Regions from separate parts of the Mus musculus genome. Here all the other regions are linked to region 1. A link is a contact called in public Hi-C, HiChIP or PLAC-seq and promoter capture Hi-C data. All regions are on one chromosome and are shown on one strand. The core of a region is the stretch at or near the end of the contact, and the rest is flanking DNA. Distances in the headings are between cores, read along the strand shown.

What was found. Promoter capture Hi-C pulls out the DNA fragments that hold promoters and counts their contacts. A called contact is a pair of places that touch in the nucleus more often than the background predicts. HiChIP or PLAC-seq counts read pairs in DNA pulled down with a chosen protein or histone mark. Capture Hi-C pulls out chosen DNA fragments and counts their contacts.
Region 2: a contact with region 1 is called in a promoter capture Hi-C map of erythroid cells, with 38 times the contacts expected there. The contact joins the promoter of Mrps22 here to the promoter of Slc25a36 in region 1. A contact is called at or near these places in 7 of 39 promoter capture datasets (the 3T3-L1 cell line, the C10 cell line, cranial neural crest and 4 more), 1 of 484 Hi-C or Micro-C datasets (B cells) and 4 of 115 datasets of contacts at active chromatin or transcription factors (astrocytes, embryonic stem cells and extraembryonic endoderm stem cells).
Region 3: a promoter capture Hi-C map of liver shows a contact between it and region 1, with 4 times the contacts expected there. The contact joins the promoter of Atr here to the promoter of Slc25a36 in region 1. A contact is called at or near these places in 2 of 9 other capture datasets (adipose tissue and liver).
Region 4: a contact with region 1 is called in an H3K27ac HiChIP or PLAC-seq map of regulatory T cell precursor, with 12 times the contacts expected there. The contact joins the promoter of Xrn1 here to the promoter of Slc25a36 in region 1. A contact is called at or near these places in 2 of 39 promoter capture datasets (embryonic stem cells and pre-B cells), 1 of 484 Hi-C or Micro-C datasets (B cells), 4 of 115 datasets of contacts at active chromatin or transcription factors (bone marrow-derived macrophages, regulatory T cells, regulatory T cell precursor and 1 more) and 1 of 9 other capture datasets (adipose tissue).
Region 5: a contact with region 1 is called in a promoter capture Hi-C map of erythroid cells, with 4 times the contacts expected there. The contact joins the promoter of Faim here to the promoter of Slc25a36 in region 1. A contact is called at or near these places in 4 of 39 promoter capture datasets (embryonic stem cells, erythroid cells, hippocampal neurons and 1 more), 2 of 484 Hi-C or Micro-C datasets (CD4 T cells and adipose-derived mesenchymal stem cells) and 1 of 115 datasets of contacts at active chromatin or transcription factors (astrocytes).
Region 6: a Hi-C map of B cells shows a contact between it and region 1, with 8 read pairs. The contact joins the promoter of Nmnat3 here to the promoter of Slc25a36 in region 1. A contact is called at or near these places in 2 of 39 promoter capture datasets (hippocampal neurons and pre-B cells), 3 of 484 Hi-C or Micro-C datasets (B cells, CD4 T cells and the G1E-ER4 cell line), 2 of 115 datasets of contacts at active chromatin or transcription factors (astrocytes and embryonic stem cells) and 1 of 9 other capture datasets (adipose tissue).
Region 7: a contact with region 1 is called in a promoter capture Hi-C map of erythroid cells, with 32 times the contacts expected there. The contact joins the promoter of Copb2 here to the promoter of Slc25a36 in region 1. A contact is called at or near these places in 10 of 39 promoter capture datasets (the 3T3-L1 cell line, the C10 cell line, cranial neural crest and 4 more), 2 of 484 Hi-C or Micro-C datasets (adipose-derived mesenchymal stem cells and regulatory T cells) and 9 of 115 datasets of contacts at active chromatin or transcription factors (astrocytes, embryonic stem cells, extraembryonic endoderm stem cells and 4 more).

What each region holds. Positions count from the first base shown.
Region 1 is chr9:97,109,680-97,113,983 of GRCm38.p6, forward strand. It overlaps Slc25a36 (solute carrier family 25, member 36), which reads right to left and starts at 1,362. Exons shown (of 7, transcript NM_138756.4): 1 at 1,232-1,362. The coding sequence starts at 1,272.
Region 2 is chr9:98,600,034-98,604,161 of GRCm38.p6, forward strand. It overlaps Mrps22 (mitochondrial ribosomal protein S22), which reads right to left and starts at 1,646. Exons shown (of 8, transcript NM_025485.3): 1 at 1,440-1,646. The coding sequence starts at 1,611.
Region 3 is chr9:95,855,313-95,859,089 of GRCm38.p6, forward strand. Atr (ataxia telangiectasia and Rad3 related) reads left to right here and starts at 2,285. Exons shown (of 47, transcript NM_019864.1): 1 at 2,285-2,471. The coding sequence starts at 2,413. It overlaps 1700065D16Rik (RIKEN cDNA 1700065D16 gene), which reads right to left and starts at 2,570. Exons shown (of 2, transcript NM_001271569.1): 1 at 2,195-2,570; 2 at 106-248. The coding sequence starts at 2,444. The coding sequence ends at 136.
Region 4 is chr9:95,952,710-95,957,027 of GRCm38.p6, forward strand. Xrn1 (5'-3' exoribonuclease 1) reads left to right here and starts at 2,051. Exons shown (of 42, transcript NM_001311130.1): 1 at 2,051-2,234. The coding sequence starts at 2,160. Gm16794 (a long non-coding RNA gene) reads right to left here. Exons shown (of 3, transcript XR_871036.3): 1 at 1,919-4,318. It also overlaps a transcript of Atr not described here.
Region 5 is chr9:98,984,228-98,988,218 of GRCm38.p6, forward strand. Faim (Fas apoptotic inhibitory molecule) reads left to right here and starts at 2,146. Exons shown (of 5, transcript NM_011810.3): 1 at 2,146-2,285.
Region 6 is chr9:98,295,019-98,299,296 of GRCm38.p6, forward strand. It overlaps Nmnat3 (nicotinamide nucleotide adenylyltransferase 3), which reads left to right and starts at 1,552. Exons shown (of 5, transcript NM_144533.3): 1 at 1,552-1,962. Gm46126 (a long non-coding RNA gene) reads right to left here. Exons shown (of 2, transcript XR_001779264.2): 1 at 3,068-4,278; 2 at 2,179-2,361.
Region 7 is chr9:98,561,946-98,565,959 of GRCm38.p6, forward strand. Copb2 (coatomer protein complex, subunit beta 2 (beta prime)) reads left to right here and starts at 1,786. Exons shown (of 22, transcript NM_015827.2): 1 at 1,786-1,878. The coding sequence starts at 1,876. 4930579K19Rik (RIKEN cDNA 4930579K19 gene) reads right to left here and starts at 1,666. Exons shown (of 1, transcript NR_029444.1): 1 at 515-1,666.

The DNA of each region.
Region 1 (4,304 bases), core at 112-2,611:
CCAGGGCTACACAGAGAAACCCTGTCTCGAAAAACAAAAACAAAACAACAGAAAAAAAAATGTTCTAAGGGCCCGAGGATGGAGCCCAGTGGCAGAGAACTTGACTAGCAGGTGCCAAGTACAGGTACTGCAGAAATTAAATTAGCCCTTTACTGGCAGGAAGCATTTTAGAAACACAAAAGGCAAACTGCTCCTCATAAAATTAGTAGTTGCTTTAATGGCAGAATAGTGGACCGTTCAAAATTGGTGAATCATAAATGTTGAATGAAATGTGTGACAACAATGTAAAGTACTGTCATATTGGCAACAGAATCTCCACACATTAACTCAAAGCAAACAACCATGCAAAGAATGCATACATATATGTATGTATCCCTTAAAGTGGCTGATCCAAGAATCAAACCACCAAACTTTAAAATACTACTTTATTCTGTTATATAGGTTAAAAAGTTAATTCACCATAGCGATTTTTTGTGACAACTTTATAGTCTTGCAGGTAAAAGTCTTAACGTTGCTCTATTATTTCTCTAAATAACTGGGAAGGAACATATCGAATGGAGGAACAAACTTGGCTCAGCAAAATGGCTGTAGCTGGGGGATCAGCAAACCAGACTTCGGGCTCCACACTAATCCTGTACACATATATAATGATTTCATTTAGTAGTCGCCTTCTCTCAAACCATCCATACCCCTTCTCCAAAGCAGGCAGTGCTGAAGGGTCGGGGGGGGGGGGGAGGGGGTTGCCTTCCCATCTCAAGAAAAGAAAAGAAAAGAAAAGAAAAGAAAAGAAAAGAAAAGAAAAGAAAAGAAAGAGAGATTGATTGATTTCAAAGTCACTGCCACTTTTGCACCATCTCCCGCAAACCGGGGCAGGCAAGGGAGAGAAAATTTTCCGAAGCTGGAAATAACCTCTGCGCACCGCGGGCGAGCACTGCAACGCCTTCCCCGCCGGCTACGACGCCGGCCAGCAGCAAAGGCGCAGCGGCGGCCGGAAACAAGGTCGCCCGCGAACGTGGGCAACGTGAGGCCCAGTCGTGCGGGACGGGGAGGCCGAGCCTGCTCCCATTTTGTCGCCATGGCCGAGCCTCCTCCGCGAGGTCCGGGTCCGTGTGCCTCCGCTGTCGCGCAGTACCGGACGAGCTAGGCCGCGACTCACGCCCTGCCCCCGCCCAGGCTCGGCGTGGCCTTCGCAGGCCCGTGGCCTCCAGCCCGCGCGCCCCAGCGACCTTACCCCCCGGCAAACAGATGCACCAGCGTGTCCCTCTGGCTCATTCTCTCTTCTGCATGTCCTCCGGGAGTAGAGGCGGGACGCGGACCCAGCAGGCCGCCACGGCCAGCGGCGAGGGCCAAGAAGGGGGACGCAAGGGAGTGGGCGGAGCCGCCGCTGCGGAAGGCCACCCGCGAACCCACCCCACGGGGTTCCTGCTCCAGCGAGCTCCGTCGGACTGCGCAGTGAGAGTCGTGAGGAGTCGGAGGTCCCTACATAAACAGAAGCTCCTATTGGCTTAGGCCGCGTGACGTCACGAGGTTCGCACGCCTCTTTCACGTGATCGCCCAGGGGGCTCTTCAATGAAGGGCCGTGGGGCAGGACGGGAATGCTTGCTGGTGCGTAGTGGGTCGGCTCGCACTCTCATCCGATGCGCTGATCAGCAGGTCGCTCAGCCCTCGCCACTTAACCTGCGCTGGCCGGCTCTTGACGATCTAGGATAAAACCCTAGCGGCCCAGGGCCACAGCAAGTTTTTGGGTTTAGAACTGAGCCTTTCTGTTTCCCCGTGTTTGCCTTGGAAATCACTTGTGCGAATATACTCGCTTGCACTCTCACAAACAGCACGGCATTAAACATGATCATTAAACATAAGCGTTAAATTGGGATCTGTTGTGGAGTGGCGAGATAAATCGGGTTTTTTTGGTTTTTTTTTTTTGTTTGTTTTTTGTTTTTTGGTCAGGAAAGAGATGCAAAATCTCACTTTGAGACCAACCCTGGCTGCTCTCTGGGGCTTGCCCTCCAACTCAGAGACCTGTGCAAGCCTTAGACTCCCAAGTGAAGGGATTAAAGGCGGTCCACACTCTGTGGAACATTCCTGAGATGGAATGCTGACGGAGAATTCCTGACAGGTCTAAGGTAGAGTCACATGAGGGAAAAGTGTTCAATAAAAGGCAAGTAGATTAAAATGTGAAGGTTTACTACAGGAATAAACCAGCTACTTATTTTACTAATCAACACATTTCTTACATGTATATGTTGGACTAGGGAAAGTTTTCTTTCTCTAGAAAATGGCCATTATTTCAATTTTTTGTTAACTGCTTATTTGCAAGGTACAGATGAATCGTCAAAATAAAATAAATAGATATCAATATGCTAATCACACAGAAGGAACAGAAATATATCTCATTATTTCTTTCTCTTCATCCCCCTCCCCCATAAAACTGCCCTTCCATTTGCAGGGGCCCCATCACCCTTTCCAGCCCACATGAAATTTTCCAGAGCCACTTACGGGCACAACTTGACAAAATTCTAACTGCTTTAGCTCTCTCCGTGTTGTCCGGCAACTAAATTCCTACAAAACGTACAGACTGCAAATGTCCATGCCACTGTAAAGGACTGAGTGTGTAAATTACTTAAAGCATTTCAGCAGTGCAGAGTGTTCCTTATCTGATTATTATTGTTGGGGGAGGGGCACTGCAACCAAAGTCCTTGGCCCAGGGCTTACCCAACTCACCCCCAGTACAGCCTGACTTCTGAGCTTTACTGTTGAAATGAGAACAGTCTATTAGAGCGGGAAAGGATGACAAAGGGGCAAAACTGGAAGAGCGGACACAAAGAGTGACGACAACCCTAGCCAAATGACAAAGATTTCCGCAAGACATCCAACGGGTATTTTCTTTATATGGCAGTTGTGTTGAGACACAACTCCCAGGACACATGTCTCTTTAAAATGTGTGGTTTAGCCGGGCAGTGGTAGCGCACAACTTTAATCCCAGCACTTGAGAGGCAGTGGCAGGTGGATTTCTGAGTTCGAGGCCAACCTGGTCTACAGAGGTAGACAGAAGGACAGCCAGGGCTACACAGAGAAACCCTGTCCCGAAAAAGTATATATATATATATATATATATATATATATATATATATATATATATATATATATATATATATATATATATATATATATATATGTGTGTGTGTGTGTGTGTGTGTGTGTGTGGTTTGGTGGGTTTTAGTATATTTTCCTGGTTGTGTAGCCCTCACCGACCTATTTCCCGACCGCTTCCTCACCCACAATGCAGCCACGTGTTTGTTAGGAGTCGCTCCCATTCGCCCCTCCTCTTCCCTAGAAACCACTGATCTAGTTTCTATCCCTCTGGTTTTGTCTATGCCGCACATTACTTATAAATAAATACATATTTTTAAAAATGGTGTGTGGCCTTTGGTGTGAGGAATTTTTCACTAAAAGTGTCTTCGAAATCCACTCGAGTGTTGCTGCAGGATGGATGCTTCGTTCCCTTTCACGGCAGAACCTCGTTGCTTGACTGAATACTTGACTGATCGGTATTCAGAGAACGAGCCCTTGTTTCCACTCTGAGGCTGTCCCCAACGCTGCGGCTGTGAACAAGTTCTATGGGCATGTTCTTGTACCATCACAGTTATTCCTGGGTCGGTGACAAGACAGTGTTGCTGGTCCCCTTTCTGTCTCTCTTGGAGGCCACTGTGGGTGCAGACCCAGCACATTGTGCTAATTCGGGCGCCGTCCTCTGGGGCACCGCTGCTGAAGTCTATAAGGACTCAGGCTTGAGCAAACCGCCAAGCCTGCTGGGTTCACAGCACTGTCATCGCCTTCTTTATCTCTCCGGATAGAACACTGCTTCACTGAATTCTTTCCATAGGCCCCGTTGTCCTTTCTAGAAGCTTTTACGAGCTTTCCTGAAGGCCGGTATTAGGGCCAGGTGAATGGAGCCAAAGGAAACGTTCCCCCAGTTTACCCATCCCCCTTCTCAATCTCTACCAAGAGGACTTCTGGGAGATACAATCTTTTAGTGAGGAGGGACCAAAGTGATCTTCTCTGTCACGATAGTTGGTCACAAGTACTTCAAAAACAGAGGCCTCACCTTCCTGACTAACAATGGTTTCTAATTTCAATTGCTAAAGAGTTGAAGAAAGTTCTTAGTAGCTAGAGAGTGGGGGTGGGGTAGGGCACAGCTAGACAGAGGTCTTCTTTTCTTCTCTGTTTTTCTGTTATTTTTATTTCTTGTAGGTTAAGAAAATTTAATCGGGCGGGGGGGGGGCGCTTGTTTTTATTTTTGTTTT
Region 2 (4,128 bases), core at 396-2,895, 1.5 Mb after region 1:
CTCCCACTGCCATTACTTTAGTCAAAGCCATGCTTGCTCCTTACCTTGGCTTCTCTGACTCTTTCCTGAACTCACTACAAACCATTCCCACAAAGATTCCTTGAGAGTGATCTGCTAAAAAACGCAAGCAAGATGATTTAAAGCTTTCACATTTAAAACTCGCATGGTTTGACTGTGTCCGCCACTGAGAGATTTAGTCTCTGTCCCAGTTAGGGTTTCTATTACTGCAATGAGTCACCATGGCCATGAGCAAGCTGGGGAGGAAAGGGTTTGGCTTACACTTCCACAGTGTAGTCGTCTATCGTTGAAGGAAGTCGGGACACAAACACAAGTTGCCCAGAGGCAGAAGCTGATGCAGAGGCCATGGAGGGGTGCTGCTTACTGGTTTGCTCCCCCTGCTTTCTTATAGAATCCAGGACCACCACCAGCCCAGGCATTGCACTACCCACAATGGACTGGGCCCTCCCACCTCAAACACTAAGTAAGAAAATGTCCTACAGCTGGATCTTATGGAGGCATTTCTTTCCATTCAGATAACTCTGGCTTGTGTCAAGTTGACACAAAACTAACGAGAACGTTTCTTTGAAGACCAAACTCCTGTGTTTATTCTCATGGTCACCCACAAGCTCCAGTAACTATATACATGCTCAGCACTACACTGTCTTGAGACAAGCTCACGCACCTGCTCGACTCTAGTGATCGTTTTTTTACTCCAGTGCGCCTCAATTTGTATCTAACTGTATACTGACCCTGGAATAACAAAGACATCTCAACTTCAACACAAAACAAGCAAAATTCCGCCTCCTTTCCCGTTTTTTAATTTTCATTTTACCGAGTCATCAATCCAAACTCAAAAATCAACCACATAAACTGTTTCTACCATTAATGTTCTCTAGCTTGCCACGAGTCTCCATTCAACTGCTTACCATCAAAACCTGGACACTTACTTAGACATTATCAATCCTAACTCCAAAATACGTTCCCCCAAAATACCAGCGTTCAGTTTCTTCTCTATACCTCTGCTTATTATGGTGTCCTCTTGTTCTTTTAACCTTAGCATGGTTAGCCTGGTGGCAGCGTTGCCCGTATTTTCCCTGGGATTCATCCCTATGCGTCCAACATAGTTTGAAAGGCAGCTAAGTGCTTTCCGCCCCCCCCTCCCCCCATGCCCGACGTAGCCTGGATCACAGAACTCTGCCAATCGCCACTGGGATAACAGAGTCCAGGTCAACCCTACAGCATGCCCCAAGCTAATGTAGTGTAATGCTTTGCAAGGGGCGGCACGCAAGCACTAGTGACTGAATGAATGAATGAATGAGGACTTAGATAAGTTCTGCAAGGACGGACGGAAGCCGCACGCAGTCTGACAAGCCGCCTTCACTCGTTAGAGCAAGCTCTAAGTTTCCCGGGCGCTCAGCAGAGTTCTGGCGGTCACTCACCTGCCTCGGAGCTGAGCAGGCGGCGAGGCTGCCCCACCTCGAATGGCTGGGGCCGCGTCGCGAGCAGAGCATCGGGGTGGCGCTGGGCTGTGGCCCGAGTACAGACCCGCCGTGCTCGCCGAGAGCCCAATTGGAACCTCCACAGCGACAACGGTGTTCTGACTGCAGCCATGATTACCAGACGCTCTTTGCGCCGGAATCGATAGAGCAACTTCCGGCTCGAGAGGTTTTTGTGCAGCATTCTGGGAAATGTAGTCTGGGTGGAGGCAAGGCGCCGCGGAAGCGTTTTAAAACTACTAAAATCTTTGTGCAAGCAAGGCAAGCACTGTATGGAATGAGCTATATGCCCCGCCCCGCTTCCCTCTTAGAGACAGTCTCTGCAGTCTTGACCTCAAACCCGCTGCAATCCGCTTTCTGACCTCTGATTACAGATGTGGGAATGAACTTTTTAAAGAATTTTTTTAAAGTAATTTTGTTTGTGTGTGCATGCGCATGAACTTGTATGTGGAGGTCAGAGGATAGCCTGGGAGAGTCGCCGCTCTCTTTCGACCCAGAGATGGAACTCAGGTGAAACTTGGTAGCAGGTATCTTTACAACCTGAGCAGGAATCTCACCAGCCCATTTACTTTTGTTTGTTTGTTTATAGTATTAGCTTTATCATTTGTATACAAGACATATACCACATACACACACATGCATACACACATAATACATACATGTTAAGAGTACATACATTAAGAAACAAAATAGTCGGGCGTGGTGGCGCACACCTTTAATCCCAGCACTTGGGAGGCAGAGGCAGGCGGATTTCTGAGTTTGAGGCCAGCCTGGTCTACAGAGTGAGTTCCAGGACAGCCAGGGCTACACAGAGAAACCCTGTCTCGAAAAAAAAAAAAACAAAAAAAAAACCAAAAGAAACAAAATAAGGGCTTGGAATTTAGCTCAGCACTAGAGTACTTGCCCTAGGTTCGGGTCCTAACAACACATGGGCACGTGCAACATCCCACCAACTGCTTATTCACAAGTACGTGTTTGAGTCTCTCGATGTGTGTACAGGTTTTTTGTTTTGTTTTTGTATTTTTTTCCTCTGTGCTCCTTTTCTCTTTTCTTTTTGGTTTTATGGTTCTGAATAATGAATGTGTATTGCCCTCCTAGACCTCTTCCCCCACTTGCGGGTTTAAATCCAACTGTTTGCAGTTCTTTCAAACTTTTCAAACGCACCCCAAATGTTTGTTCTTCATTCTGAATCCATAACCACCAATCACCTTATACCTTCCCTTCATCGGCCCTTCTATAATTTCTGGTCATTCTCCTTATTATCTGCTTATTTTTCTCACCACATGAAGGCTATGCCTATACATTATTATAATTTTACCTAGTACTGTTTATGTGCAGAACAAATACTTGTTGAATGAAAGAATGGATGGGTGGATGGATGGATGGAAGGATGGATGGATTGGTAAATGGATGGATGCATAGATGGATGGATGGATGGATGGATGGATGGATGGATGGATGGATCAATGGATGGATGGATGGATGGATGGATGGATGGATGGATGGATGGATAGGTGGGTGGATGCATAGATGGATGGATGGATGGATGGATGGATGGATGGATGGATGGATTGGTGGATGGATGGATGGATGGATTGGTGGATGGATGGATGGATGGATGGATGGATGGATGGATGGATGGATTGGTGGATGTATGCATGGATGGATGGATGGATGGATGGATGGATGGATAGATAGGTGGATGGATGGATGGATGGATGGATGGATGGGTGGGTGGGTGGATGAATGGATGGACGGATGGATGAGTGGGCACATGATTTCATTATATTCTTTTCTAGGTGACTAGGGAGTGCAATTCTTTTCCTTCCATAGATTAGTCAGCTTAAGTAAGCACTTTGCCCTAGGCCTGGCAGAAGAAAGTTGTTGAACAAATATGTGTTTGAATTTGCTGGATAGAGAGAGACTTAACTCCTAACCTCACCTATTTTCTTCCCCATTCCCCATTGTGAAAATTCATTTAACAAAATGGAGTCACTCCTAGCTTATCCCATTGTAAAGGAGTCTCCTCTCCACAGGAGACACTATAGCTATGAACACTTACTGCAAGAGCTAAACCAATCCGTTGACAAAGGCTCCCCTGCCTTTAAGAATAGTTTTACTTAGTAACAAGTACCAGAGCTGCTGTGACCGTTAGACTGGCTTACACAGTCATTTCTGAGGCTTGTCAGCTTTCTAAAGCAAAAAAGTGCCCCCCCCCCCAAAAAAACCCTATCTCCCTTCATTTCAAAGTGATTGAGACTATCTTAGTAAAACCCACAACTTTTTCTTTGTCCACTGAACATATCAGGGATCACCCCAGTTTTATGTACTCATGCCCCTGTTTCTAATCTTAATCTTTGTTCCCAAATAATTGGTTTTTTGGAAATTCATGCCTGTGTTTCTGTTTGAGTTTTAAAAGGTTATTTGCGTATTTATTTGTTTGATTATTTGTATATGTGAGTTTATGTGGCTATCTGTGTGCTCTAATCTATTACCTTCTTCCTGTGCACTTTACATGGGGGTCTGTCTCTACACTCGGGGCTCATGCTTTCTTGGACAGCCTGGAAGCCTCAGGGACCCTCCTGTCTCCACCCTCTCTATCAATGCTGGGACACATGCATGGGATATCCAC
Region 3 (3,777 bases), core at 1,035-3,534, 1.3 Mb before region 1:
AGATCATCTGGAAGGTCTGTCTAGGTGTCTGTCTAGCATAAAGGAAGGCATGAGTCTTAGTTGCTGTTCTGTTGCTGGAAAAAGAGACACTATGACCAAGGCAACTTAGAGATTAACAGTTTATTGGGGGTTTGCTTACAGTTTCAGAGGGTTGGAATCCATGACTATTATGGCAGAGACCAAAGCGACAGGCAGGCAGGCATGGCGCTGGTGAATTAGCTGAGTGCTTACATCTTGATCCACAAGCACTGGACAGAGGGAAGAGAGACGAGTGAATGGGGAGACAGGGAGAACGGGGAGGGAAGAGAAGGAAGAGGAAGAGGGAGAGAGAAAGAAGTAATTGGAAATGGCATTGGCTTTTGAAATCTAAAAGTCCACCTGCCCCCATTCCTAGTGACACTCCTCCTCCAGCAATCCTTCCTAAACAGTTCCACCAACTGGGGATGCCAAGTGTTCAAATATATGAGCCTCTGGGGGTCATTCTCCTTCAAACCACCACACCATGAGTCTGAGCTCTAGCTCTAGCTCTATGTAAACTAAATATAGAGGCACCTGCCTGTAATCCCAGTACCCAGAAGGTGGGATGAAGATCAGCAGTTCAAGGTCATCCTCAGCTACATAGTGAGCTCAAGGCCAGCCTGGGCTATGGGGGACCCAATCTCAATAAGCAACAACAACAGCAGCAACAGGAGAAAAAGAGAAACTGTTGGTGATTCTGGGGAGAATTAGGGCAGGGAGGGGGAGGGACACAAGGGCAGAGTATAATAAATACTGGGTTAGGACTGAATGGGAGATGAAAATAGAATCAGCCTTACGAAAAATTCTTCTGCAGAGTTTGGCAGAGAGAGAGAGTCCTCAGAGGGAGGACCGACACTGGCCTTGGCATCTGCCTCTCATTTATTGGTGTATCACTAAGGCTGTCCAGATAAATGGCTGCCAGCTTCCTTTCATTCTGATTTGCACCCCCCTCCAAACTCAAGGGTAGCTTTGACTAGCTCTTGCTATTGTTTCAGACTGTGCCTCACCATGTAACCTAAGGCGGCTTAAGCTGGTTACCATGCTGCCTCCGCCTCTAAAGTGCTAGAATTATAGCCATGTAGTGCTGTGGCCAGCTTATTGTCACTCTGTGGAGAGCTATCAGTACCTCCCTACCACTTACCGACACTGGGTGATGGTGCTGTCCCTCAGTTGTGTTGGATCATATTCACAGATAGCCTAGGACATATGTGGACTGCCCATGGTGGCCCACCAACGGCACTGGGAGGAGAGGGGGTGGTATTGGAATGTAAAGTGAAAAACAAATAATTGTTTCAAAAATTGCTTTTTGGATTAGATTTGCCAGAGCTCTGCTGTTTGGGGTCCTGCACTTCAGAACTGCAGTGCTACTCAGTGATGAATTACATACTGGGTTGTTGTTGTTGTTGGTGGTGGTGGTAGTGGCTTTTGGTTTTGTTTTGTTTTTTGAGACAGGGTTCCCCTGTATCCCAGACTGCCCTTGAGCTCATTATAGAGCTAAGGATGGCTTTGAACTCTTGATCCTTCTGCCTCTATACCCAAAGTAAGGGGATTGTAGGCATGTGCAACTATGCCTTCTTTTTTAAAATCGTTTAACTGTAGTTTGTTTAGTACTCTAGGTCCTCTGTGCCCGAGCCTCACGAGCTAGGTTAGTGCTCTTCCACTGGACTGTGCCCTCAGCTCTGTCATTATTGTCATCTTTCTCAACATGATTTCAAAATAGCTAGCTTTTCTTGCTTTTTAGCAGATACACTATTTTTCATAGTTGCCTGTCCTATGTTAGGTTTCTATTGCTGTGATGGAACACAATGATGGAAAGTGACCTGGGAAGGAAAAGGTTTGCTTCAGCTTAAAGTTCCTCGTCACAGGGCATCACTGAAGGAAACGGGGCAAAGGGATGGGTGTTCAAAGTACAGCTTTGCAGTCAGAGCGCATCTGGCTGCCATTCCACCACTTTTTAATTTTATTTTTGGAGGTTGTATCAATAATTACCCTTGTGTCCTAAACAGCAAATGTAAGGATTACTGCATGGCCTTACCTAGTTAAATATGCCATTCGAACATAGTGAAATATCTAACTTTGTTGGGTCGTCAGGTCCCTCTCCGACCCAGATCCTAGCTTACGGCTTCCCTGAGCATCCAGGTTTGAGCAAAAAATACCCGTGGAGTAGGTCACGCACTCGCCTGGGAGGGAAAGTGGGCGGGCACGTCCGCTGTCGGCTCCGCCCCTGTCGCCTCTGGGATTTCCCCAGGGTTCCAACCGCAACCGAGAGCGGCTTCCGGGAGGAGAATTTTGGACCTCGCGGGGCTCCGTCGACGCTCCGCCCTCTCCACCGGAGGCGGCTGTGGAGAAGCCCGGCGCCGGCGGCGGCTGTTTTGAGAGCCGCTCGGTGTCACCATGGGCGACCACGGGCTGGAGCTGGCGTCCATGATCCCCGCCCTGCGGGAGTTGGCCAGGTAGGGCCGCGCGTCGTCGCCAGCTTCGAGTCGCCGGGTCTCCTCGGCCCGCGCCGCGGCCTGTGGCCGCCGTTCCCTCCCTCACAGTGGCAGTTGGCCGGAGCGCCGTGGCGACCCACGTGCCGGGGTGACCGTGGCAGCCGCGGCTCGGCTCGCGGGGAGCCAGTCCACGCGAGCTGCTTCCCGCTTGGCCTCGAGAAGGGTCTCTTCTGGCCATCTTACCACACTCGTTTGCTTCCCGAAAACTTCCCCCGGGTCCTGGTCCTTTGGTCGTTGTTGACGGAATCCATTGGCTGAGGTTTTGTTTGGGAATCACGGCCCCGCTTCTGAGGGAAGCGCGGCGGTTTCTCCTCCGAGAGAGGCCGAGCGTCGGCCAGCCCGCTACTCTAGTCGGAAGTCCCCGGGACTGGCCACGGGTCCACGGAGTCCAACGTGCACAGCGTCCCCCAAACTAAAACACGCGTTGGTGTTCATCTGCAGTTGCCTCTTTGAGGCTCGCCGCCTTCAATCCCAGAATTTGGGTGGCAGAGGTGCCCCTAGGCCAGCCAGGACTAAATAGTGAGACCTTGCCTCTGGAAAGACAAAGACAAGAGAAAAAAGGGGGTGGGGGGAAGCAAACCCCTTGTTTCTGTCAACCTCGAGAGTCAAAGGAGAACCGGGTTCCAATCAGAAATTAGCGCTTGCCACGCCCCTTCTGCGCTCTAGGTTTTCCTCTGTCAGGACACCGCAGCCATTGAGTTCTCAAGTCGGTTCTCTCAGGCTGGAAAGTTTGCACGTAGAGTTAGTGCTGACCTTAAGTCTGTGAGCTATCAGTTTCCTTTTAGTTTTGCACCGCAGCGATGTTCATTTCCTCCTGTTGGCCATACCAAAAACCGAAAACCTAAATTAGAGGATAAATGAAAAGACCACTTTTGTACTGTCTGAAGGGTTTTTTTGTTTGTATGTTTGTTTTTTTACTTTGCATGAATGTGGCAAATAGACTTTGTGGGAGCAAAAAAAAAAATCATTAAAAATTTGAATTTAGTAATTTCTGTCTAAAAGTATATGAGATAAAGTGATTTTGGAAAACTGATAATACAAATTTTGTCATCACTGAAATTCTGGAAGGCAGGGACCAACACCTGAGGTTGTTCCCTGTCCTTAACTCATGTACCGTGGCACAAGAACCTATATTCATATGTACATACATACATATATATCTCACATGCGCATACAGACTTTTTAAAATGATTAAAATTTTAAGTTTAACAGCTATTAATATATTAAAAACTTACATAATTCAACAATAAAAAAGTTTGATGAAAAA
Region 4 (4,318 bases), core at 801-3,300, 1.2 Mb before region 1:
ATCATTTCAAACAAATACATCATATACTTTTAACAAATTCCTTCCACAATTCCTTTGTTCCCCTGCCTCAGTCTCTTTTGTTTCTTTCAACACTTTAGTGTTGTCTCTGCTATCATCTCACATATACATATATGATTTTAAGTAGCTATATAAAATCTAGGAACCATATATGAAAGAAAATGTTATCTTTCTGAGACTAAGTTAATTTACTTAATATGATCACTTGCAGCTATTTTCCTACAAAAGATATATAACTTCTTCATTGATGAAAAATGTATACATATATATTACATTTTATATATCCATTCCATATATATATATATATATATATATATATACACACACACACATAATTATATATATATGGAAGGTTCTCTTGACTAAAGATGAATGTTGTCCAAGCGCTAATCATGGAAGACAAGCAGTGCCAAAGGAAAGAATCCAATAACTTCTGAAGTATTTATTGTAAGGAAAGTCACATGATAATAAAAAACAAAACAGAAATGTTTATAGTGGCTTTTGTCCTGTTTGGTTGAGACAGTTCTCATGTAGGGCAAATGCGTCTGGAACTTAAGTAAGTGAGGATGCCCTTGAACTCCTGATCTTCCAGCCTCCATCCTTCAAGTGCTGAGATTCAAACTTTCATGCCACACAGGTTTGAGTTTTGGGGTTGAAATGGGCTTTCTTATCAACTAGGATCTCCCTGAACTTACAATGTACCTGAGGATGGCCTTTAACTTCTGATCTTCCTATGCCTCCTAAGTAACCACAACCGGCTTTTTGAATTTTGTTGGTTTCTTTGTTTTGAAACAGGGTATCAAAAATTGTGGATGAGGGGAGTAACCCAGAGTCTTGAAATGGTGGGAAATTACTCTTTCCCACAATACAACTCACAGACTTTAACAAGAAGGAAGGCCCAAGTGTGGATACCTGAAATCCACCTCGAAGAGGAATAATAATCATGGGAGGCAGAGGGAGGAAATTGGGTCGGAGAGGTGAGAGGAAGGGGAAAAGAAGGGGCGGGATCAGGTATGGAAAGGAGGGATGCCCAGAGGGCCAGGAGAATTAATCAACATGCAGCAGTGGAGGTTAGGGCCCATGGGGAACCTCTAGAAAGTCCCAGAGATCTGGGATGTGAGAGGCTACTAGGACTCAATGGGGATGACCTAAGCGGAAATGTGAGGTGGAAGCAGATGGGGGAGCACCCTCTCAGAGTTGGGAGGAGGGCTTAAAGAACTCCGGGAGGGGGAGTCAGGATGGGGGGGGGGGTTGGAATGTAAATAAAGTAATTTAATAAAAGATATAAAGAGGAAAACTATAAAACTCTTTAAAATATTAGAAAATTAAAACTCTTCTGTAGGTTTACATTACTCAGAGAATTACTCCTCTCACAAGCTAACCAGACTTTTTCAAGTCCACATTGAAAAATAGTAAATTTAACGATCCCACGAGGGACAAGCCCACAGTACAAAAAGCAAGTGTCCAATACCTTTCTTACTAGGGTTTCTATTACTGTTATAAGCACCATGACCAAAAGCAACTTAGGAAGGAAAGAGTTTACTTGGCTTACACTTCCACATCACAGCCCATCATCAAAGGAACTTGAGGCAGGAACTGAAGAAGCTCTGAAGGAATGTTGCTTTCTGGCTAGTTCACTCAGCCTTTTTCACATACCGAAAGACCACCGGCCCAGGGGTGGCAGCAGCACACATTCAGATGGGCCCTCCCGCATTGATCAGTAATCAAAATATTCCCACAGGCCAATTTGGAAGCAGCGTTTTTCTCAGTTGAGGTTTCTCTTTCTAACGACTCTGCCATGTTTCAAGTTAACATAAAGCTAACCAACTGTCTCTTAAACGTTCTTATACCATCCGCAAGTCCACACCTCAATCAACTGGCATTTTAAACCTGAGCTCACCTAATGCGCAAATCACACCTCTTGCGCTGTCACCAACGAGTATGGAAGAGCGAGGCAGCGGGATAGACAGGACCCACCGCCCACCAGCGCCGTCCTGCCCCTCTAGGCCCACGGTTTGCTCTATGGTCTGGCGGACCTTGTGTTGTCATCCTCCGAGCGACGGCCGGAGGCGGCGGCGGAGGCCCGGGCGGGGTGTTTGGTTTCGTTTCTGCACCGACTGGAATTAGTGTCGACGGTCAAAATGGGAGTCCCCAAGTTTTACCGATGGATCTCGGAGCGGTACCCCTGCCTCAGCGAAGTGGTGAAGGAGCATCAGGTGGGTGAGCTCAGGCCGCGGCGCAGAAAGCGGGCCCGCGGGCCTCTCTGCGCTGTGGGACCCCGGCCTTCCAGCTGCCCGCGGTGCAGGTCAGCGGCCGAACGGGGGGAAGAGAAGGGGAACGGAGGCTTGGCGGCCCCCGGGTAGCCGCACCAGGTAGAGGCAGGTCAGAACAGAGTGGCTTGCGGCAGGTCTGAGCTCCCCCTGGGAAGGCACTCCAGGACTTGCAAAGGAGCCCTTGGTGGGAAGGCTTTTAAGGAGCCCTCTCTGTCCTCCTGGGAACCGGACCTGGAGCTTCGCTTTAGGCTGCGAAGCTGTGTGGGACGACTTCTCGGGTCCCTCATCCCAAGCAAAGCAACAGACGGTATACAAGCACTAACGTCCCCGTGGTGGAATCGCGGAGCACTCCAGCTGTGAAGAGCTGCATTTAACCTCAATGCCTGGACCGGTTGCTGTAGCTAGCTAGTGTCTTGGGTTTGTGATACTTTTTCATGCTCCCGTTAGCCCCCAGACAGGACCGACCCCCCTATTGTCTAAACGAACAAAACGTTTAGATGGAGCGCAGGGATGGGGCGGGGAGGTGGGGGGAATGGTGCTTAAAGGCTTTAGTATGGCAGAAAGATCTCGAAACATTATTACTAACACTTAGTGTATAATGACCCTACAGCAGCGGGTTTTTTTTTTTTTTGAGTTCTAAAAGTGTGTATTTGTATATTTATATATACTATATACTAGAATATATCTGCATGTTTGAATGACGGAGGAGAGAAACCAAATGTTCTAATAGGTAAACTAGACTTTGAATGATAATGTAGTATGTCACATTTAATGACTTTGGTTTACAGAAAAAAAAAACTCGTTTTTGAAATTTGTATACTTAATAAATTATTTGTGATAAGTAGCACTGTATTAATACTGGAAGTTGTCAATTATGTGGGGTTTTTTTTTTGTTTGTTTGTTTTAAGGTACTTATAAGGTTAAAGATAGAATCCAGCCTCTGGAAAGGATTCTTTTGATATTAACTTCTAATGAAAGTTGGCATATAAAAGAAACCTTATAAAAAGTTCGAAAATGCTGACTTGTCTTCCCCTTATTTTAGTTAAGATTAGATGGTATGAATTTGGTTGACTTAAATTTAGATGGTATTTATTTTCAGGGAGAAAAGTGAAAATGGAGGCATTGTTTTTCTTTTTCAGGATCTTTAATCAATAAATATTTTCTAGCCTAATGTGTTCAATAACATTTTTATTCTATGCTCTTTGATCACAGACATTTATTTGGTAAAAATATCTTGGGTTCACCATCCTGGGGAATTTCATTGTAAAAACAAAACAGTCTTTTAAAGCAACATCATGACATGGGAAGCAAGATAGATTTTGTGAAAGTTTTACAGTAGATTGAAAGTAAGGATTGCTTTAAAATTACACTGAAAATAAACTTTAAAACTTGTTGGTGTGTCAGCGGGGCATGGTGTCCTACACCTTCAATCCCAGCACTGAGCAGGCAGAGGTAGGTAGATAAACTGACAGCCATGGAACACAGACCTGACAAAACAAGAAACTCGATGTATCAAAGTTAGGCCTTTCACAAATATTTTATTTAACAGAAGACCAAAAAAGGAAGACTAGGAGGGAAGGACCCAAGCACCCACATAAAAGCCGGGAGCAGCATAGAGCACCTGTAACCAGCACTAGAGAGCAGGGACAGGTGAAGCCTGAGGGCTCTCAGGCCAACTCGTCCAACTGATCAGTGAGCTTCAGGTTCACTGAGAGACCCTGCCTCAAAAAACAGACAAAAAAAACTAAATGAAGAACATTTAGTTTCCTGTGTGGTTGCCAGGGTGAACAGAAGCACACCCAGAGGGAGAGGATGGGGAGCGATGTGTTTTAGAACGAGAGTGAGGATGGTATCAGCACAGTTATTCATCCTTTGAACCACTGAATGAAAATAGATAGAATTCATGTGATTCAGTAGCCCCATGTTACTGAGTCCAAACACTACTAGATGAGGGCAAACTACCAAGAGACTCTAGACAGTTTGAGAGGAAAAGAAGAACTAGCTGATGAACTTGTGAACAGAACTCC
Region 5 (3,991 bases), core at 896-3,395, 1.9 Mb after region 1:
GCTTACATGTCATCTTTTTAAGGAAATGGCCCACATAGGTGTGCAACGCACACCACACACACACACATACACACACACGAGAGAGAGACAGAGACAGAGACAGAGAGAGAGAGAGAGAGACAGAGAGAGAGAGAGAGACAGAGAGAGAGAGAGAGGCAGAGCCAGGATGATGCCTTCATTAACCAAGGACTGACAAAGATGGAAAACCAGCAGAAAGGCTTTCCCTCTCAAACAGAGCAACGAACTCTGCCAACACCTGATTTGGAGCTTGTAGAGTCCAAGACTATGAGGAATACATTTCTCTCATTAAAGCCAGTCAGTTTGTATACAGTCACCATCCCTTTGGTGTCTGTGGAGAATCAGTTCCAGAAATTCCCAGTAGATACTGAAATCTAAGGATGAGGGCCGAAGGTTTAACAAACATCCGCCTAGCATGTGTGATATCCGGTGCTTAATTCCCAGCACTTAAAAAAAAAAATCCAAGAATGCTAACATTCCACATATAATGTCCCTGCATTTGCACAAAACCTATATGCCCAGCCCCATATACTTAATCATTGCTAGATTATTTGTAATACGGTTGCTATATAAATAGTCATATCATATTTATGGACTAGGAAGATGGGAATAATAAGTCTGCATGTATTCAGTACAATTAAATTATAGATGTTTGTATTTGTGCATAGTGAGTCTTTGATGGTGTGTTTTAGTGTTTGAGTTTTACATTGAGGGCTTCGGGTATGCTAGGCAACTCTTAGACCTCACAAAAGATTTTTGAGTTGCAGTTGGTTGAGTCCATGGTAAGAGTAAGCTTTTTCCCTCAGTGCTAGAAATCAGAAAAGGTCTTTTTAAATTGACCATTTATATTCCCTGTCCTTCTAATATCCTACTTGAACATTTCACCAATAATTGAAAAACACCATTTGGCATTTTAAAAATCTATTCATAGAAACTCTTTTATGTAAGGGGTACAATGTGTCTGCCATCTGTTTTGTCCAGTTCTCTCCCATTTGTCTATTCTTTTCTTTAAAAAAAATTTATTGCCATGACAGTCAGAAATTTCAGAATATTAAGTAGACCAGTGTTCTTTAATGTTGCAGATACCGTGCCTGAAACTTCTGCTTCATTAAATTTTACTACTTTAGTTTTTTGAAACAAGGCTTAGTTATAAAGCTTAGGGTAGCCTGGAACTTGCAATCCTCCTGTTTCAACCTCCTGAGGGCTGGGTAGATAGGCATGGTGATCCAAGCACTGGGGAGACTGAGGCAGGAGGGTCTGGAATCCAAGTGTGAGGCTCTTATGAATTACGTAGTGAGATTCTCTTAAATATCAACTAAACAGGCACAAACACTCCCAAATTAAATCTTTATCAGACTTAAAAAAAATCTCTCATTGGTTCGTTCCCTTTATATAAATGAAACTGTAGATTCTATCCGACATTACTTACTTACCTGTTTGTCTGAGACTTTACAATAGCATTAGGGACAATTCAGTGGTTGTGTGTTTGTACATATGTATTATATACACTAAAAATAATTTACATAACCCACGACCTCACCCAGGATAACTAAACGCCCTATTATATTATTGAACTCTATACTCTTTCCCTAAGGTTTGTCTGTCAGTAAGTGAAATTCAAACATCTCACTAAAGGAAGAAGTATATATAAAATAGGGAGACAAGGCGAGCAAAAACCTCTGGGCTAGGTGTAAGGCTCGGCAGCCAAACGACCCCTGTGGTCGTACAGAGGGTTTCAAAGGCTGGACTCTTCCACCTAAAATGACCGTTCTTATAGCAGAGAATGGAAGGCCGGCAGGGCAGTGGGAACAAAGGGTCTCAGCGGACGAGTTGCCTCTCCCGGAGGTGCGGGTTATCCGGAAGGCTACAAAAGCTGCTGTCAGACCTGCACAACAAACAAGAAAGTGACACCCACAGGGCCTAGGGGCAGCAGCGGCGCAGCAGGGCGCACCGCAGAGCGCTCAACTGTGCACAAGGGCGCAGAGCGGCGCACAGCAGGAGCAGGATTGGCCCCAAAGCGGAGGGTAGGCGGGGCCTATGGAGGCGGACACCGGGAATTGGTTTTCGCGCGGAGCGTGGGCGGAGCCTCTGAAAAGGGCTCTCGCACTCGCGCAGGCGCAGTAGGGCAGTGGGCGGGGTCTCGTTGAGCCCGGAAGGCAGTAGGAGGCTGGGCGCCCGGCATGCGGGTGCTGGAGCCCGGTGGGCGCGGCCGCGAGAGCTGCTGACTACGTCGTGGGATCGGGAGCCGGTGGCGGCGCGCGGAGCAGGTGAGCGCGGGAGACGGTGCTGGCAGCTTCGGCGGGCGCTTCCAGCTCGGCCTGGCCGAGCGGGCTCCGAGATGCGTGGTGCCCAGGCCTCGGTCGGCAGACAGCAAGCCGCAGTGTGGGCTCAGGGCAAGAGGCCCCGGAAAGAAGGGGTGTGGGGCGGCCACCCGAAGCTGCGGACCCTCCGGTGCCTCGGCGCAGTATTCGTGGCGCGGTCCGGAGTTCTCGGGCTTCGGACGTGTCCGAGTCTCGGTGCCGCTCCTGACTGCGTCCCAGGCGGCCCTTGGCCCAAATACCCCGGAGAGGTACCTACAAGTACCTACCTACACGTACCTCCAGGGGTTGTAGGAGGCCGAGCTAACCTCGCTCGGTGGTCGGGAGCTCTTGAGAGCAGCTCACTGCAGCATCCTTGCTGGCTGTGGCTACTTCCTTCGTGGAGGTTGGCTTTAGGGACAGATTTATTCCTGAATCGCTCTAGTGTTGCAATAAGCTCAACTCGAGTTGCTTAATGAAGGAGCCTGTTATCTTACAGCGGGCAGAGTGGGATTCTATAGTCTCTTCCTAGAATTCTGTTGTTTTTCTCATGCAAAGGCTGACTTGGAGACCTGTCTCAGGTATAGAATGAATTGGTTCAATGAAACCCAGCGAAATTACGCTGTACTCAAGGTGGAAGATGGTGGGACAGGTAACTTGAGTTGTTTTGCTGTTTAACCATCTAACGTTGCATTCAATCTGTCACCTGTAACAGCGAGTAAACACAAGTCTGAAAATTTGAAAATTGCCTTGTACTGCAACCAATGCTCATGTAAATGTCATTGTGGGCGGTGTTAGTGTCTGGTGACGTCATCATAATTAGATTAGATAAGCACCGTTTCTGAAATACCGAATGGATTTTGGAAATACAGTATATAGTAAAATCATCGTTAGTGATCTGGGGGTTGTTATTCCATATAAGGTTTTCTGCTAAAAGCAGACCTGTGCAGGTCATGGTGAGGCTTAGGACAGAGTGGTGGGGTCAGAACACAGGTGTGAAACAAGTGGTAATATGAAGGTATAATAACAAGGTATAATATGAATTATATTGATCACAACCAAAGTAAATTAAGAAAAAACCCTGTTGGGCCAAGAGAGCAACTCCAATGAGCTTTGAAAGTACTGAACTTGAAGTGTGTAAGATCACAAGCCACAAGACTGTTGGAACTTCCGGTCAAACACACAAACAAAAAAACAAACTTGTAGTGGAATCCCAAAGCAGGACCCTTGCAGAGGTGTTTTGAACATGTTCTTAAATGTTATATGAGATTTATTGATGCGAATTACACTTCCAGATGGGATCTTGTGGAAAAAAATATTCCTTACACTCTGTGCCTGTGGCCTTGCTGGAAAGTTGAACAGATTAGGAATAGCAATGGGGTGTCACTTAAAGAGGCCTCTGTTACTTTGCTATCCCCATAATGAGGGAGAGAGTCTAGCAGAGGTGAGCTCAATGATTTTGTTACAACTTTTCATTGTGGAAATTGTGGGACTGGGTTGTAGCAAGGTTTAATCCTTGTGTAGAAAGCACTTTTAAAAGTTTCTCCTTGAAAGTGGCACAGGATTCCGTGCTTCACCGCCTTTCAGAAGCCATGAATACTGTTAAAAGGTTTATAGTTTTTTGTTTGTTTGTTCGTCTTTTTAAAGGAGTTATAGATCTTTGGGGGCTGGAGAGA
Region 6 (4,278 bases), core at 302-2,801, 1.2 Mb after region 1:
CCCAGTCTTCTCTTCAGCCAGGCCTCAGTCTTCCATGATGCAGGGTGGAAATCTTCCTCTGAAGGAGAAGTCATTGTTCAGGCTCTCTCTGGCTGGCTGTGTCTAGTCTCTGCCTCCACAGCCCCGGGTCCTGACTCAGAAAGACTTGGCCTTTGGTTAATTTATGAAAGTAAACCAACCTGTAGGAGTGTGTACACTACATATGCTCACAGATGCCTCCAAATTTTGTGACACACCACCTACGCTGCTGGCATCAGTAAGAAACTATCCAAAGGACACTGTACACTTAGCTACTATCGTGCTGCTTGAACCTCCTCCAAAGCCATCGAGGTAGAGGGTTGTTTCTACTGATTACAGGGAAGGAAACTGAAACCTGAGTAGGTAAAGCTGCTTGCTTGGGGTCACTTTATGGAGGTGCATTGTACCCTAAGTTTCCCAGAAGAAACGCAAAGGGCACAGGGTCTACTGCCTGAGTGGGGAGGTATCTTTTCCCTGGTTTCTTAGTGGGGCTACCTGTGTGCCCACATACTGATTAATGGCAAAGGTGTGGCCCTTCCTAAGAGCCTGGGAATATCATGGGAGACTGGGGATAGAAACTGGGTCCAGAGCTAGCTCTCCACCCAGGAGTTGATTTATCACTGTGGCTAGGAGGAGGGGGGAGCTTAAATGTTTAGCATTCACAAGCCTTGACATCACCCTTGATTTTTCCCCCCACCCTGCAACTCACTCCATTAGGATTGACAGGCCACGGTGAAGCTTCTTGTGAGGGCTGGGCAGTTATAGAGGGTTATGGGAGGCTGAGAAACTACTCTGCATTAGCGAGGCAAATTAAGGTTCTAAATTACACAAAGACCTCCGGGAGTAGGTCCTGAATCTCCAAGGATTCGGTTGCAATTTCTTAGTATGAATGAATATACTTGCCAGAAAGTCCTAATTGTATTTTCTTTCTAAAATAGCCCCCATTTTCCCCTCCCCCAAACTGTGCCAGCTTCAGAACCCCATCCCCCCACAACCTTTATCCTCACCAAGGCAGAGCTGGAGAATAGAGGTGTAAATGTGTCAGAAGAGGGAAGCAGGGGCCCAGGAAGAGTAAATCCTCATCTAACATGGCAGAAAGTCAATAGATAAATCAAGAAATCGCTATGTAAGCTCTTTTTCTTTCTTTCTTTCTTTTTTTTTTTTTTTTTTTTTTTTTTTGCGACAAAAAGTGACCATCCAAGGAAGGGACTGATGAAAAAGGGCTCTAGGTAGAGCAGAACAGGAGGGGCTTGTTTCTTTCATTGTAAGTAGCTATTTTATACTTTAAGAACTGTTCATACATTGCTTGATATGGTTTTAATTCAGGCTTTTAAAAACCAGAGTGAAAGTTAGATGAAAGAAACAAACAGAATACAAAACTAAAAAAAAAAGTAAAAAATGAAAACACAGAGCAGAAAGGCCACAGATGACAATCTACTGAGGACCTGAAGAGCGGGGGCGGGGCACGGGGCGTGGTCTTAGGTCGCTGAGGGGGCGGGGCAAAGCTCCGCTCTGTCTCCCGGGAGTTCCGCCCACAGCAGGAAGCTGGGAGCGCAAGGTCAAGTTCACTCGCGGCTCCGCCCCCAGCCTGGGTCAAGACTAGTTAGTCTTAGGGCGATCTGCGGGGTGACCCATCCTGGTCGAGCAGCAGATCCGCGGTCCCTGTTGACTCTGAGCGGAGCCCCGCGACGCGCAGGTAAGCACAGCCAGCGACCTTGGCTGCCTGCTTCGCCCGCGTGGGTGTCCACGAAGCCTTGAGTCCCCGCGTACCTACCAGGCCCACGTGACTCTCGGGGGCGGCGACTCGGGCGCGCGCGCGCACGACAGAGTCAGATGGCTGTGGAGCGCAGAACCACGCTAGCCCCACGGTCACTTTTCTGACCGATTGGCTCGAGCTGACACGGGTTCGGATCCCCCCTGCAGCACGTTTACAGTCAGTTAAAAGTAAGTGTGTGACAATTACAGCGTATTGTTCAGTGTTCTCTTTCTATTGGCCTAAGTGGGGTTCCAGCGATTGTCACGTGTAGCGTGCTGCCCCGCAGAGCACAGACTAGCGAGGAGACCTCCAGCAAAGGCAAACCACACACATTAAAGTATGACAGTTCAAATTAGTAGGAGCTGTGGAGATAATTTTTAAGATAAGTAAATAAAAGCGCAGGGTGCTGGAGAAGTTTTATTACGTTTCCCGTCAGCAAAACCTGCTGGAGCTAAAGCTACCCCGTGAATGACGGAATTCCAGACATAAAGTAAGGCTTGGGAAGGAGGTTCCCTTGGGATCGTCCTGCAGAGAGCTGGTGCCTGCGAGTTCCTGTCCTAGTTAGTCGACGTCAACAAGTGAGTCATCTGGAAAGAGAGAACTTGGAGTTTTTAAATGCCACCATTAGACTAACCTGACCAAAAGGGTGTGGGGGCATTTTCTTGATTACTGATGTATGTAGGAGGGCTCAGCCCACAGTGGGGGATTCCACCACACCCTTTCCCACGTCCCCCACCCCAGTGGTGGTCCTTAGTTGTAATAGGCTGAGCAAGCCTTGGAGAACAAGCCAGGAAGCAGTGGTCCTCCATGGCCTCAGCTTCAGCCCCTGCCTGGATTTCTATCATTAATGGGACTGTGACGTTGGGAGAGCAAGGCAAATAAAGGCTTCCTACCCGAGTTGCTTTTGATCAGGGCATTTGCCTCGGCAGTTTCTTAAGCCACTGTTCTAAGATGGGACTGCTTGTACTACCAGGAAATGGGTTTGTGGGAAGCAGCTGCCAGAGCTGTTCAGACAGCAGCGGGCACAGCAGGGGTGAAGGTATCTCTGCTCCTCAAGACTGAACTTGAGGTGTCTGTCTCAGAGTAAGCTTCCCCCCCCCCCCCCCCCGCCTTAGTACATTCCCCTCTGACAGATGAGTAAACTCTCACAATACAGCCTGTTCTCTAAGTTGAGGACTGGTTTAACCATTTTTTGGAAACACTTGGCTCATGCCTTTCCCTTGACACTAAGGGTTAGGAGAAGCCAGATACAAGACCTGCTCTCCTGGAGCCTGTGCAAGGTTGGCCACTTACCATGCGGACTCTGAGCCTTGTGAGGGAAGCTGCCTTGTTTCCATTTAGCATTTAGGCCAGTGGTTCTCAGCCTTCCTGCTCCTGCAGTCCTTTAATACAGTTCCTCACGTTGTGACCTCGTCATAAAAATTATTTCATTGCCACTTCTGAACTGTAATTCTGCTACTGTTATGAATTATAGTTTAAATATTTGATAGGCAGGATATCTATGTGAGCCCCCAAATGGGGTTGCGACCCACAGGTTGAGAACTGCTGGTCTAGGTACACATTTCCCAGCAAGCACCACCTGATCCCGCCAGCCCCAAGAGGCAGCTCTTCCACTGGCAGCTCTCTCCCCTGAGGCACCGTCTCTGCTGGCCCCTTGCTGAGGACCCCTCAGAACTTGAGACCAGCACAGATTTGAGAGAGTGGCTTCAGGAAACACCTGTCAGCTGCTTGGCATTTACATGTGTGTGTATTTATAATATCTTCTTTATATTTTTAAGGTTATAATATAATTACATCATCCCCCCTTTTCTCCCTTCAAAACCCTCCTGTATATCCCTCCTTGCTCTCTCAAATTCATGCCTCTTTCTTTCTTTATTATTAATACATATATGTGTATTATGTATGTATATATTGTATGGTATACACATGTATAATATATACACATTATATATATATATATATATATATATATATATATATGATATTTATGTGTTAACAACAATTAATGAAAAAAGAGGCTTGGTAAATTTTACACCTTGAATGGGCCTGAGGTCTTCTGTGGTCTTGTCCACACAACTGATATAGATTTAGGATTTGCTCTAAGAGAACAGGGTGGAGAACCAGAGATGAGGAAGCACACTTAGGGGAAGAACCCACATTGTTGGATTGTGGTCAAAGGAGGACTGTTAATAGGACGTTGGAGGGAAAGGAAAAAGAGCAGCCACGATGCAGCCCCTTTGTTCCCCCTCACAGACCGTGGCAGTATGCTAGCCAAGATGGGAAGAGAGGCTTCAGTGTGGTGGCCATAGACCTGTGTCTTCCCAGCTCAGTAACTGCTTGGAAGAGGTCACTTATCCTCAGAGTCCTGAAGGTTGTGTGGACTTAGTAGGTTCCTGGCATCTGGTTCTGCTCTGGAGAAACAGTAATTTCCTCCCCTTTCCTTTTCCAACTCTACTAAACCAAGAATAACAGTGCCTGCTCTAGAGGCCATTGGGCTCTCAGGA
Region 7 (4,014 bases), core at 536-3,035, 1.5 Mb after region 1:
TTTGCTAAGCTTGACCATAGTTCTTTTCTTCCCCAGAGCTATTTTCCCAACCTTCCACATGCCTCTAAGCCAGAGTAAACAAGAGATTTTGTTTTAAGCCCACAATTGAACACTTAAGAGTTATGTGTGTGTGTGTTTATGTATTTGATTATTTTCTTGAAATTTCTTACAATTAAAACCCAAGTCCAGAGTTTTAGAGGTATTCTCTTAAGATAGTACCTAGCATAACTTTTCATATAGCCGAAATTCAGTACATAAGTTTTAAAAGATTAAAAGAGAGAGAGAGAGTCTTGCAGAAACTGGTATTGAACTCGCAGATCTTCAAGGTTTGTGGTTACATGGGTACGCTATGGCCTGGCTAAGAGCTGATCATAGTCACTATTGCAGAACTTGATGTTGCTGACCTGCAGCAGCAAAAGATGGAGACACAAAATGAGCACGGCAGGTGGGGGCTTAACTCTCCAGCAGGTAAACTACAGGTGTTATATAGATTTAAGTATTATCAACAGGTTCTGTGGAATGGAGATGTTATTTTATTTTATATTTATTGATACTGTGTCAAATTAAAAATGCAAAGAGAATTAAGGAATCAAAAATAATAGAAGCCCAGCTATTCTCCACACTAGATATAGTTCACATTTTAAAAAGTTTCAACTAATTCTTGCAATTGGTTGCGCTACAGTATGCGATTATGTGATTATTCATGTCAATTATGTAAAAATCTCATTACTGAGAGAAAATTTGTTTTTACTGACAGAATAGTAAAAATGGATCTTTGAAAACTATCTGACTTTTTGTATATGAAAAACTGAGGCCTATAAATCTCCCAAGAGCCAGGCACTACCTAATGAAAACTCACCCTTACTTCTCTCAGGCTATACAATTCCTTTCTGGAAACCTAGGCTTTTCTCCAACTAGAGGTTTATAAGGAGCTAAGGGCAACTTCCATTTGTTTCATAGCATTATCTTTTTAAAAGGTGTGTGAAATCGATACACAATGTATTTGCACTTTTCCTGGCAATCATTTTTTTGAAATTCAACTAATTTATTAAAGAGCTATTTTGGCATAGCAGATAGAGCACTGGGCTTCCAGGGCGTATTCTCCCCTGAGCCCAGATCTTAACAACACTACTTACTATGCCATCTTGGCCAGTAAACCTGAGTTCTTTGAGTCTTACATTTCCAATCAATAAAACGGAGACGACTCCTACGTGATGTGGCAGTACCACCAACTGAAGGTACATAGCCAAACAAACGACCCGGTGGATGCTCTTTGAAGGGTAATCACCCGACTGCCTCCGGGAGCCTCCAGAACCAAGATCTCAGGGCTCCTCGGAGCCTCAAAGGCGGGAGCCGCGCCCACATCTTTTCCGCCTCGGTCGGTTTCACCCAAGACCCAGACACCGCTCTGGGCCCCGTTCCGGAGCCCGCTGGAGTACACAGTTTTAGAGCTTTCTTTTCTCTGCCAGAGGCTCACGCTGTTCGGATAGCGCTTCCGGGCCCCTCCACTGCTGCCGACGTTCAGCAGGAATCCAGCACTGCGCTCCATCTTCTTGCCTTTCTGAAACTGACCGAAGGTGAGCAGCCCAGACCGCCGCTAGTCACCGCCCAACTCTGGCCACAGCAATACACTCCATCAGCCAGCTCAGCAGCGGGAGACGCGGAAGTCCGCGTTACCTAGGAAACTGGGGCGGGACCATGCACGGACCGCCTTACGGAGGGTGTGCGCAGGCGCAGAGCCTGGCTCCGAGTACCGCGAGAGTCGCTTCCCGGAAGTTCCACGTCAGTGGGTTGGCCGGTCCACGGGTCGGTGGGTTCCTGAGTGTGTCGCCTTGAGCCTGTGACGGGCAGGGGCTCGCTCGGACAGTCGGAGCCATGGTAAGTCGGGCCTCAGGGGACAGAGAGTGGAGCCCACCGGCTGCGGCGGGTTCCCGGGGCTTCTTGGCTAGGAGCAGTAGCTAGAAGCGGTCTGCGCTGCTACTGCTGCGGCCTGACGGGGTCCTCCTGTCCCGTTGGCGTCCTGGGAGGAAGAAGGCCAGACCGGGAGGCTGCCGTGGTGACACAGTAGTGTAACTGGGTACCCGCGAAGGAGCGGCGCCCCCGACTCTCAGGGCGGTCAGGGCGCCTGTCAGTGCCCTTGCAGTCTGCACCGGGTCCGGTAGTGCAAGTAAATGCTAGAGTCAGGACTCGGATGCCAAAGGCAACTTTGACCAAGTCACTTTATTCTGTCATTGAGGGTGGTGCTTGCTAACCCACCTTCCAGGTTGCGTGAGGTGTTTGGTAGTGTGCAGGCACCACATTGCAAACTTAAGCAGAGGAAAACCAGAACTAAACAAAGTTAAATGTATATGGAGCCAGAGGTGAAATTTCAAATGCTATGGCAGCCCAGCTCGTCGTTTTCTAGTTGATGTTGATTGGGCCTTCTGTGCACACAGAGGATGACCTTTTTGGGGAAGGCCCTGAGATCTGCCTAACTTAGTTTTGAGACATATTTTTAATAGTCAATTAAAAATTGACTTTCCTTCTTCAATGTTTGTGAGTTCCATACCCACACATTGAACCAGCTTTCGGTGGAAGACATTTGAGGAAAACTGTTGTGTGAACATGTGCTGTCATAGTATACAACGACTCTTTACAACTTTGACCCCTGTATCGGTGTTCTAACTAATCTAGAGATGACCAGGAGTGATGGGTAAATTATAAGCACTTAAATAACTGAACGTGAGCGTTTTGATTTGGTGGAGGATACTGGAACCATGTGCAGAGATACTAAAAGATGGCTGTATTTTAAGTCTCGAGTAAAAAGTACAAAACATGACTTTATTTATTTGCTCACTCACCATAGGAGCATTTCACTGTCCTGCATTTTGCTAAACATTTACCAGCTGATTGTCACCGCAGCCTGTGGATAATTATGAGTAATGTTTATGGTGGTTACTATAAGCCGTGCTCTGCTCTAACTGAACTCTGATTTTAATTCTCAGAATGCTAAGAGAGATATTATTATTATCCCTGTTATACAAGTCAAACCTTGGGTGTTAATTAAACTTACTACCATGTGTCTGACATGAGCGCTGCAGCTGAGGCTTCTAGCAAGACTGTGGACCTCATCTATACTACCTGTTCCTCCCGTATTCCCAAATACATATGGTGTGGAGAGAAGGAGCTGGATAAGCACTGAGCCTGCCCTTCAGAAATAAACCACTCCACAAGCAAGAAGAGCTGTGTACGTGGATGGGGAAGAATCCTCTGGCTAGGCTAATCAGAAAGGGCATAATGGTGGCAGTGGCATTTAAACTAAGTCTGGAGTTGAGGATGCAGTGTGAGTAGTTTAATCGTCTAAGACCTGGTATGATATCTTTAAAACACTCATGACTGGGATGGTAAGTATGACTCCAGGAGCGCTTGCCTGCAGTAATGCACATTTTAAAATGGGTGTCTTTACTTTGGGGTATGTGCAGCTATATACTAGGTAGTTCAGAGATCCCTAGCCATTTTGAAAAATCAATTTGAAAACCTTGTTAGGATTATCCTAACAATCCTATTTTACACACACATACACACACCACACACTTACACATACTTACTTGGATGTGGGGGCTTATGTTATGTTGAAGATCCCACTATGGCTCCTGGCATAACATACTTCCTGCTTGTTGTTGACTCAAAGATGAGAGGGAGAAGTTAAATTTTGTGACAGTAATTAGTGGGGCAAACATTTAGAAATCATCGAAAAGGTTTGCTCCCCTGAGATTAGCTTGTGATTTAAAGATGGTGGCTTGAGTATGTTAGAGATGGGCAGGGCTGCATGACAGTGGAGGTGTTCTCACGAGAACTGACTAGTTAGAGCACGGGCCTAAAGCTGGTTTTGGAAGTGAAGAGCAAACAATGAAGAACAGTTAGAAGTACATGTGTCAAACAGACACACAGAGAGAGGAGACTGAGAGCCTTGTTAGGTGTCTGTTTCAGGGCATTCCCTCTGCCGGGTCCTCAGTTTTGTGCTGAGAAGCAAAC